Regions from separate parts of the Mus musculus genome. Here region 1 is linked to region 2. A link is a contact called in public HiChIP or PLAC-seq data. All regions are on one chromosome and are shown on one strand. The core of a region is the stretch at or near the end of the contact, and the rest is flanking DNA. Distances in the headings are between cores, read along the strand shown. Region 1 overlaps Etv6 (ets variant 6). Region 2 overlaps Etv6 (ets variant 6).

Region 1 (5,137 bases), core at 1,798-4,297, 99 kb after region 2:
ACCCCTTCTGGTTTGTAAAGATTTCTGTGTTGGACACTTTATCTGTAAATCATTCACGAGGTCTCGGTTTTGGGAGTCAGAAGGCATCGTGACTGGAACTGATCAGGCTGACGACAAGCGGAGTCTTGGGAAGAGGTGCAGTGCTCCAAGAGGAACTGGTGAAGATGCTGGGAACGTCAGTATTAAAGGGCTGGAGAAGGAAGAAAGCCACAGAAGTAGTCTTCTGAGCCAGGAAGCATCCTAGGGTGGGGGCAGAGTTGGCAGGGGAGCCACTTAAGATTCCTGGCAGCATAGGCTGCTAAGGTGGCGCTGTTCCCTAAGAACCATGGCTGCCCTTTGAGTTAACACCAGGGAGGGGACCTCAGCAAGAGCAGTTTAAGGAAGGCTTCAGAGGGAAAACCAGAAAGCAAAGTGAAGGAGTAGAGATGACAGAATTGACAGCTCCTGGGGGTGGTTAGCTGACAGATGAGGAAAGAGCTGGTCCTGACCTGGTAGGGGGAGATAAGGACTGAAGGATGAGGGGGGAGTACAGGAACCCCTGAAGCTGCTTGTATACTGAAGGATAGAAACCCAAAGATTTTGAGATGAGACTGCACGGAAGGGAGGGTTTTAGAGAGACCCAATTATGAACTAGAGGTTTCTATATGAAATTATGTCAGTGGAAGGACAAGGAAACTTGCACACACAAAAGTAACATTAATGAAACTGTGTGGGGGCTTTAACGCAGAAATATTGACGCTGAGAAAATATGACTTGTCTGTTAATAAAAGTCATGCCCACAAGATGGCCATCCAGCCAGTGTGTATTCTGTGAGGCCAGGGTTAGGTACCATCCCCTCTGTCTCACCAGCTCTGTGGCATTATTCTCATGTTGCACAAAAGCGAGCTGAACTGATAGTGTTTTAAACCAAGACTCAGAAGGGGTGAAGTAATTTGCCCTAGCGCAGGAGGCTGATGGGAGAGGAACCTGGCATCGGATTGGGCTGGCCTTGCTCTAGAGCCCAAAGTCCTTTCGCTAAGAGTAAGATCAATCATTTTCAGCACCTGACCCCTTCAAGTAGCATCCCTGGGTTCTTCACCTTCAGGAAACTGTTAGCCTGGCATTTTTCACTTTCTCTTCTGTTTGTTTTAAACAACCAACCCATCCCTGACTGAGGATTTAACCTAGCGCATCCGGAGCCAAGCTCCATCCCCACCCCTACCCACCAGTCCCACCCCAGCATGGACAGGGTCATGCTGAGTTATCCTGGCAGGTCTTGAGTTTGCAACCTTTACCTCGGTTTTCGGAGGTGTGTAGTGGGTATTAGCAGGCCCAGCTTTTAAAGGAAATTCCAAATAAAATAATAAAATTGGTGTCTGACGCGTGGCCGCAGTGGCTCCGGTGTTGTGTTAGCTGGAGATCTGACCTGCCACCTCTTCAACACTCAGTTCCAAAGTTGAGCATAGCTGTATCTGCCTGCAACCCCAGCAATGCGAGCCGGTGACAGCGATGTACCAAGAATTCACTAGCCACCTAGCATAGCCAAAATGGCGAGCTTCCGGTTCACTGACAGACCCCGACCCAGACGGTAAGGCGAAGGTGATGGAAGACACCTGGTGCAGTCAGGTGTACACACCCCGACAACCCACACACACACACAAAGAGGGGAACACAAGCAGACATTCAGATTTTCAAAATTCATGTCAAAAGACAGGATTCAAGCTGTTTTGAGTTTCGCTGTGTATATGTGGACCCAGGATAATATAAAAGTGTTAGGGCATAAAACTGGAGGGTACAGACATTTTCAGTTCCCAGCACTCCTTCCAGGGAGGAGCATAAGGGAAGCCCCCAGCTTCATAGTAAATCATCTGCAGCACGAATGGATCTGGGCCTTGCATAGAAACACGCGCATTGGCAGCTGGACCAGCTGTTGACTCTGAGTGCAGAGACCTGGGTTCCACTGCCTACCACTGTAGAAGTGCCAGCTGTGACCAGTTATTCCTTTCCTGAGTCTGAGATTCACAAAGTTGGGCACACAGTTCTATGGGTCAACCTTTGTTTTCAGTAGGCGAATGGAGAACTTACTGTAAATACCCTCTGCGTTCCAAAGATCTCTTCCTTACTGTTAACTTTACGTCTGTGATGCAGAGTTGAAGGTTTTTAATACAGGCTTAGGCTTATTCAAAAGGGTTAAGAGAGGTGCAGGGAAGAAAGTAAACAATGCCCAAGAGCAAGGATGTGGGATTCTCAAAGAAAAGTCACAGAAAGCAGGATGTACCCAAGTGTGCACAGATTCTTCAAGGGAGAGTTGCCAGTGTTACATATGATATCCTGCGCTGGCATGATGGTTCAGTGGGTAAAGACTCTTGCTTCCAAGCCTGTCACTCTGAGTTTGATCCCAGACACACGTGGAGGGAGGAGAGAACTGGCTTCCACAAGTTGTCCTCTGAATACCACATGTGTGCTTTGCTTTGTGTCTCTTCTGTAGGCGCAAACCCACAAGCACACACACACACACACACACACACACACACACACACACGATAATATTAATTAAGAAAAGGTAAATGAGATTGTCTACACACTGGAGAATTTAAGGAATCCATCCACAGAGCATGTAAGTGTTAAAGGAGCAAAGGGTAGTAGTGGCTGTGGAGGGAGGTGCGGGGCCACCCTTGCCTATTTAGGAAGTTGTAGGCAAGACATGTTTTTGAACACTCTGGAAACTACAACCAGGGTATAGGAATTTCAAGAAGGCCATATTCCAACTCAACACAACTTTCTACCAAGTAGAATCATCAAGAAAAATGGTTTTCTTATGCCAGGGCTGGCTGCCCATCATAGGACTTACACAGCCAAGGCTTTTTCTTGGCAGGGGAAGGGGAGAGAGGGGACTCCTAGAGAGCAGAAGTTTAGGCCAATCTCAGACATTTCTAGAATTCTCTTTAAGGCCTAAGACTCCAGGCTCTTACAGGTACTTCGTTATTGACAGTCCAAACACAGAGCATGTATGGCACACTGCCTCTTCCGTAGTGCTTAGCCAGCCACTTCCTCTGTGCAGGCTCCTGGTTGCTGCAGACCCAGGCCTGATCCAGCTGTGCCCACACTCAGGGTCAAAGTTAAGTGTGCCTGGCAGAGCTAGAACTCAGGCTCCCACAGCTCCCAGCCATCACCACGAAAGGCATTGGCATGGTAATCTAACTGCTGCTTATGGAATAGGGTTCAAGTAAGCAGCCGGCAGAGCCTGCTGATGCGCATGCATCCCTCTTCTTTCTTCTGTGGGAAGGTCTCTCTGCACAGCCCCTTCCCCTGCCAGCTGCTGGAAGCAAGGTTAAAGCATCGTGAAGGCAGAGCTCATGCCAGCAGTGCTGGGGTTAGCTCAGTGTGGGAGGATGAGGGGCCCAGGCAGAGTGGCCATGGACCACCTTCCCTTTCCTCAAGTGGGAATGAAGAACCCAGACTTTCCTCCTCAGTTCTCCACCCAAGACCTGAGTGGCCTGGGCCACTCAAATGACCTCAGTAGTCAGAATGGTATCGGAACAGGGCGGGTGCCACTGAAGCAGTGCTGGGGAGCTCTTCCTGGCAAGCCTGTGCTGGTCTCATTGTGCGGATTACCTCAAAGGACATGTTTAAGGAGGTATCTGTCATACCCAAGAGCGTCAGCAACTACAGAGAAATGAAAACTCCAGGGGCCAGCAAGATGGCCCTGCAGGTAAATAAATGTGTGGACCATGCAAGCCTGGTGACCCAGGAGAAGGTGCAAGGACAGAACCTACTCTACAAGGTTACCTACCCGCTGACCTCCACACCCGCACTGTGTGTGACAGGCACATGCTCGCACAGGCGCACGCACACACGGTAACAGTAAGTAACTTCTTTTGAAGAAATGAGAACTCAGACATGAAAGTGGCTTCTTCCTCCTAGCCCTTGTTTTAGGTCTTCTTTCCGGCCTGAGGAGGTGTGGGGACACCAGCTCTTTCCCGGGTGCTGATCTTCAGTATCCTCGTTGAACTTCTATGATGAGCGGGAGAGGTGGGCGGTACCGTCTGCGTCTTATAGAGAAACCCAGGAGCTTGCTCAAGGTGACCTGGTCCCTAGGCTGGCAGTGTCTGCTGCAGTCTGTGCCCCTCACTGAGGGAATAGCGCTGAACACTCTTCGCAGTCACTAAATTTACATTTCCTGGCCTCCCCTTCCAAAATGGATACACTAATTGCAGCCTTATTTTTTTTAATAGTAATCATCAAGAACACATTTCTTTAATGTTTGCATTTTCTATTCTGCATAATGCCAAAATAAAACATTGATCAGATCTACAAGCTCAAACCCAGTATGGCCATGTAAATTAGGAAGGGTTAGGAAGACATTACACTAAATGCGAAGAAAAAAAGTGTTGATTAGGGACTTATTTTTGTATGAGATTAAAATGTGAATCATTAAAATAGGGACTGTATTTTGGGTTCCGCATTCCCTTCACATCGGAGCCAGAGCGATGGGTGGCTTATGGTTTGGAGCACTAAAACCCTATCCAGCTCTGGATCCTGGCACTCCGGTACAAGCTCTGCCTTCCCACAGCATTTCCAAAAAGTGTGGTCAGAACTCCTCTGTGACCTTCCTGTCCAGTTTTCAGGAAACCCCCTAGAGACTGGTGCCCTAGTCTTCATTTGATCCTAATCATAAATAGCAGCAGCTAGCTATACCACCAGCAACCAAACTTCAGAAATAGCGGGACAGAGTGAGCAGCAGCTAGCTGGGAAAGTTCCTTAGGGGGTCTTAGGGTGGGTACTTGGAAGTCTGTAACCAACCACAGCACTTGATTTGTTACGGGGGTGGGGGAGTGGTAGTAGATGGGTTTGCAGGGAGAAACCTCCTGTGAAGTGTTTCTGCAGTTCATGCTCAATTTGGAAGAAAAAAAGTAGCAATAGCTACAGCCCAAAATATACAGTTAAATTAAGTTGTTAATTGAAGTGTCTTTAAAAATGGCTAATACCAGAGACAAAGGCTCATTGTTTGGTACAGTTGTTGACTACATCTCTCTGTGTGAGGAAGGGTGTAGGGAGGACAGTGAGAGCGCTGTGGTGTTTTTAAACATTAATCACCCATCCTTAGAATTCCGAAGCACACCCCCCACCCCTATCCCCCACGCATTGTGAACTTGTA
Region 2 (5,042 bases), core at 2,141-4,640:
CCTCCTCCTCCTCCTCTTCCTCTTCTTCCTCCTCCTCCTCCTCTTCTTCTTCTTCTTCTTCTTTTCTCCTCCTTCTTCTCCTCCTCCTTCTCCTCCTCCTTCTCCTCCTCCTTCTCCTCCTCCTCCTCCTCCTTCTTCATTGGATATTTTATGTATTTAAATGTTATCCCCTTTCCCAGTTTCCCCTCCCCCTGCTTCTATGTGGATGTCCCCCACCCACCCATCCACTCCCACCTCACCACCATGGCATTCCCCTACATTGAGGCTTTGAGCCTTCACAGGACCAAGGGCCTCTCCTCCCATTGATGATTGACAAGGCCATCCTCTGCTACATATGCGGTTGGAGCCATGGGTCCCTCCATGTGTACCCTTTGGTTGGTGGTTTAGTCTCTGGGAGCTCTGTGGGGGTCTGGTTGGTTGATGTTGTTGTTATTCTAAAGTCAGCAGTACGTGGAACTTTTATGTCCCTGTCATAAGCAGACCTTGTGTATGCCGAGAGCCTTTGATTCAGTAATACTGTATAAGGCTCATCTCATTTCTTTTGAGGAGCATGATGTAGCAGTAATGGCTGGGTGTTACTAGCCTGGTGCCTCAGGAACACTGGGATGTGAACTCGATTTTTCTTTATTGCTTTTAAACAAATTGTTAATTGGTTGCATTGCAAGTTGTTTTGGTAGTAAACATCTTCCAGAGATGTAAATCTTTTCTGACTTAATTAGTACTCATTTCTCTAGATATAGTTTACAGGTTTTGTTGTGGTTTGTTTTGTTTTGTCTTCTATTTAGTTTTATTTCTCAGCCCGAGCAGAGGCAGTGGAATCACCGATAGGAGCAGAACAATGGAGTTCTTCAGTTTGACCTTGATAGTACTTGTGGCCTGCTGGGATTAGGCAATCAGATAAGACCCCAGCTTCCTTGGGGCTGCCTATCCTGGGCCAGCACCACAACACTATAAAATACACGCCATCCATCCCTTGTGTAGCTGACCTGGGAAGTCGAACATAAACCTGCTGTCTGATTTTCTTTCTTACGAGGCATAAGTGGCCCACTTAAGCTATGGATGTGTTATAAGGAGACATTACAGGACTGAAAGCCCTTTGGATTTTTAAAGAGGTCTAAGCTGGTGCCCACCCCTACTCCCATCCCACCCCCACCTCTACCCTTCAGCCTTTGCTACTAATTTACTGGCATTGTGAGTTTGACTTCAAGATATAAAGGAGAAAGAGCAGGGCTGTGAATGGTACTGTGTAGCAGCAAAAAGGGATGGGAGGAGGAGGAGGAAGAGGAGGAGGAGGAGGAGGAGGAGGAGGAGGAGGAGAGAGAGAGTTTAGGAAGCCACACAAAGCAGGTAGTGGGATTCAGAGTTGAATGGGTGCTTAAGCAGTCTGCACGAGCCTGACCTTGGGCTTTCCCTTGGGTTTTCAGTCCCATGAGTCCCAGGACAGCTCCCGCACCAGGGTCCCTGTGAATGATGCACAGGGGCTATAGTGTGGCAGTGGCACATGCCTGAAGGTCTTTTCTCATTTGTAGGGAGAAATTGAGAAGGCTCTCTAATGGTGCCCCCGATACAAGTAAATAGCAACTCTCTCAGTTCATTACTTGTTAGCCCCAGGCAGGGACTGCGCCGATTGGCTAATTGTAATAGCCAAACCATTAAAGGGAATAGCATTAATGGAGGAGAAGGCAGCTAATACGGTAGCTGAACTTGGCTACAGCCTTGTACCCAGGGTACAGGCTGCTGCTAACTTAAGTACCTGTTTGTTCTGCATCTGGAACTAGCCAGGAAGAAAGAATTTAGTGACCCTCTTCAAATGGTGGATCCATAACTCAGGAGTATTTCTGGGAAACTCAGACATTGAAACAGTTTTTTTTCCCAGAGGTAGCCCTTGAGGGTCTGTGTATGTAAAAACACTCACCTTTCCTACCGTGAACAGTGCTGCTGGCCCACTGGGAGAGAGCTCATACACTTTAAGGCGTTTTCCAGGAGCTGTGGCGAATACTGCCAGCTTCATCTGTCCTCAGCTTCAAGCTATTGTAGCATCGTTAGCTGGGACTAGTGTGCCGTCTAGGCCTGGGAATGGCACGAATTTAATTTTCCTGTCCAGGTCTGAAGCTTGTAACCTTGCTCGCCTGTGCATGATTCCGGGGCCTGGCCAGATGAGCCAGCCATCCGTGCATCAGAAGATCTGGGCCGGCTCCACAGTCCTCCCTGGAAACCACACGCTGGCATTGCTAGCTAAAGAACCCCGGCTTCACTTGCTGCTTTCTCTCCGTGTCAGAAATATCCAAGAAATCCAGAAAAGTTGCAAAGAAGAAAAAAGAATTTCGTGCTAAGCCACTCTCAGGAGTGGAAAGGATCTTAATTAGAATATTTAAAAATCAGAACAGTAAAGACGTGGATGTAAGGTTTCAGCTGTGTGGTTTTGGTTTTCTGATTTTTTGTTTGTTTCTTTGTTTTGTTTTGTTTTAACTTTGATACCCTGTTCCTAGACACACCGGGTTTTACAACTTTATAGAGTCTGATTGCTAGGTAAGTAGAAAAGAGGTTTCTGTTGTGATGGGGCTGCTCTTGCCTACATTATTGTCATCAAGCTTTGACTTGCCAGAGAGTGTCATATTGTATGAGCAGCATCTTGGAATTGTGAAGCATTTATGTGAGCGCCGCCGCCGCCCTCCCCCACCCCCCAGTATGGAAGCCTCTTTTAGAAAACCTTCCTGCCTCAGCCTCAGTCTGCTCTCAAGGGAATAATCCCACACACGTGTAAGCTGGAGCTGTTGGCAGGGCTTCTACCCGCATAGTGCTCAGTCAGGTCTGTATTACAGGCTCCGCCTCCTAAGTATACAGTTGCTGTTGATTTAGTTTAAGTATCTTTCAAAGGCTTGACCCCAGAGTGGCACTATTGGGCCCTTTGAAGAGATGGGGCCCTATGAAGAGGGACCTCAGCAGTTATGAGTGTTGACTGCTCTTCTGGAGGACCTGGGTGTGATTCTCAGCACCCACATGGTGACTCAGAACCATCTCTGACGCTAATTCCGTGAGATCTAACGCCCTCCAATGGCCTCTGTAGGCATCAGGAATGCACATGGAGCAGAACACTCATATAAAATAAAAATGAATGATTTTTTTTTTAAAAGAGAGGGGTTGGAGAGGGAGGGGGATGGGGAGGGGAGAGGGAGAGAGATTGAGATTAGAAGAGTGAGAGATCTTCAGACCATACGTGACATGCCCTTGAACGGGATAGTGGAATAGACTGGTGCCTCCCTTTCTCTCTGTTTGCTTCCCTGTCTTCAGTAAAGTAAAGTGTTTTACATTCTTCTGCCAACATGTGCTGCCTTGCCACAGACTCATAGCCACAAGGCCAGTTGATCACATGCTGAACTCTTGAAACTGAGAGCCGGGGACAGACCTTTCCTTGTCCTAAGGACTTGTTGCAGAGGTGGAGTGTTGACTCATGTACAGGGAATGCACCACTCTTTCTTCTACTCACTCCTCTGATACTCGAAGACGTCTTGGAGAATCTGTAACACGTAAAGGGCCAGAAGGCCACTGAGCGCATAAAGCCTTGCTGACTTTAGGAGTGTCTGTCCCCAGGCCTTTGAAGGAGCCTTTCCTAGATACTGTCCACTGTGATTTCTGAAGGCATGCTTGCCTCCCTAGGACATAAGATTCTTCCTGCCGTATTAAGTGAGTGTTGGCAGGGTCCCTTCCTGCTCCTCACTTTTAAAAATCTCGTCTACATATTTAGATTTGATGTTCTTGAAGAATTGGAAAGGATTGAGTAAGAGAAATGGTTTCTTGTTAGAGAAAACATTAGGGATAAAGAGTAAGATATTTTTACCCAACAGTAACCAAGATGAGATTTCTGTACAGTGCAAAGCAATTAAACACACAGGCAATCTGTAGATGCTTCGCTGGTCCTACTGATTGTTGCAAAGTAAACACACACCCCTGTATGAATTCTAATGGTTGCCCCTCTAAAGAGGCCATATGGGGACACACTTCTCAGACATTGTCTACTCCCTTTCTTCTAGCCAAACTCTGTTACTTTGTGCTCATGAGATGCATTGCAGGCCTAGGAAAGTGGGTCCCTGGCTTTGACAGTCCTGTCAGATGAGCCGCTGGTATGGATGGGTTCCCTGAGAGCTGAGGACAGAGGCAAATGGAGGAGCCATCCCAAGGGCACTGCAGTTCGTACAGTGGCAAGTTACCTCTTGGGATTCCGCTTAAGCTACAAAGCCATTGGTGACTGGCCAGTGGTTCTTGAATGCAGTTTCTTGATGTTCCTCTTTGTTAGCAGCAGTTCAGTGGAGTGGAGTTAGACCAGCCTGTACCCACAATACCAGCTATGCTGTCTCCCAAGCTGGTGACGGAACAAGTTGCTCAATTAAGCCTTACAATCTTCAGATCAGGTTCCCTACTGTGGGTTGGTGATAAGGAGGCCTTCCTGGCAGTGTTCTTGAGGATCGAGAACAACTCCACAAGAAGCACACAGCCCACGGCCTCCCTTAATGTTGTTGTTGTTGTTGTTGTTTTTTTTTTTTTTTTTTTGGATCTTTGAAGTATCTCTGTTTTCCAGCTGTATTTGTATTCTGACATGTATAAGTGTTCTTAGCTTTTATGGGTAGAATGATATGGCTGCCGTTGCTGATGGTTGTTTGCAGTGTTAGGGCTAGAACCCAGGACCTTGTATATGTTAGGTAAATTCTACCACTGAGCTGCACGGTCCCACCGTAGAATTTAAATATGGGAGCCATTCTAGACATACAAGGACTTAGAGTTGTTTAATGCAGAAGGACAAATACAGGCCTACACTCAGTGAGCGTTAGAATATTTCTTAGTGATAGGGAGGGGAGCATCTCAGTGGCACTTTAGTGCAAGGCTCGATGGCAGGGCTTATTATCAATGTACCTTTTCTATTTCCTTTATAACACCACTGCACGTAATATAATAGGTGTGGGTAAAGGAAGATTTAAAGTTATCTGACCTAACTCTGTCCATTGGACAAATACAGTGTGTTGTCTTCTGACTCTGGACCACCTGCT

The links. HiChIP or PLAC-seq counts read pairs in DNA pulled down with a chosen protein or histone mark.
Region 1: a contact with region 2 is called in an H3K27ac HiChIP or PLAC-seq map of microglia, with 3 times the contacts expected there. The contact joins two enhancer-like sites. A contact is called at or near these places in 4 of 39 promoter capture datasets (the C10 cell line, cranial neural crest, liver and 1 more), 1 of 15 datasets of contacts at CTCF or cohesin (embryonic stem cells), 6 of 484 Hi-C or Micro-C datasets (B cells, the G1E-ER4 cell line, the HL-1 cell line and 3 more), 6 of 115 datasets of contacts at active chromatin or transcription factors (bone marrow-derived macrophages, cardiomyocytes, embryonic stem cells and 2 more) and 3 of 9 other capture datasets (adipose tissue, bone marrow-derived macrophages and liver).

The regions. Positions count from the first base shown.
Region 1 is chr6:134,226,479-134,231,615 of GRCm38.p6, forward strand. All of the region lies in intron 3 of Etv6 (ets variant 6), which reads left to right. Among named protein-coding and RNA genes, the nearest start is that of Gm38908, 6.2 kb to the left of the region's middle. Within about 2 kb of position 3,048, at least 5 of the 459 cell types and tissues checked have an H3K27ac peak or open chromatin away from gene starts, as enhancers often do. A contact at or near this core is called in microglia, where this site is marked.
Region 2 is chr6:134,126,646-134,131,687 of GRCm38.p6, forward strand. All of the region lies in intron 1 of Etv6 (ets variant 6), which reads left to right. Among named protein-coding and RNA genes, the nearest start is that of Gm46978, 18 kb to the left of the region's middle. Within about 2 kb of position 3,391, at least 63 of the 459 cell types and tissues checked have an H3K27ac peak or open chromatin away from gene starts, as enhancers often do. A contact at or near this core is called in microglia, where this site is marked.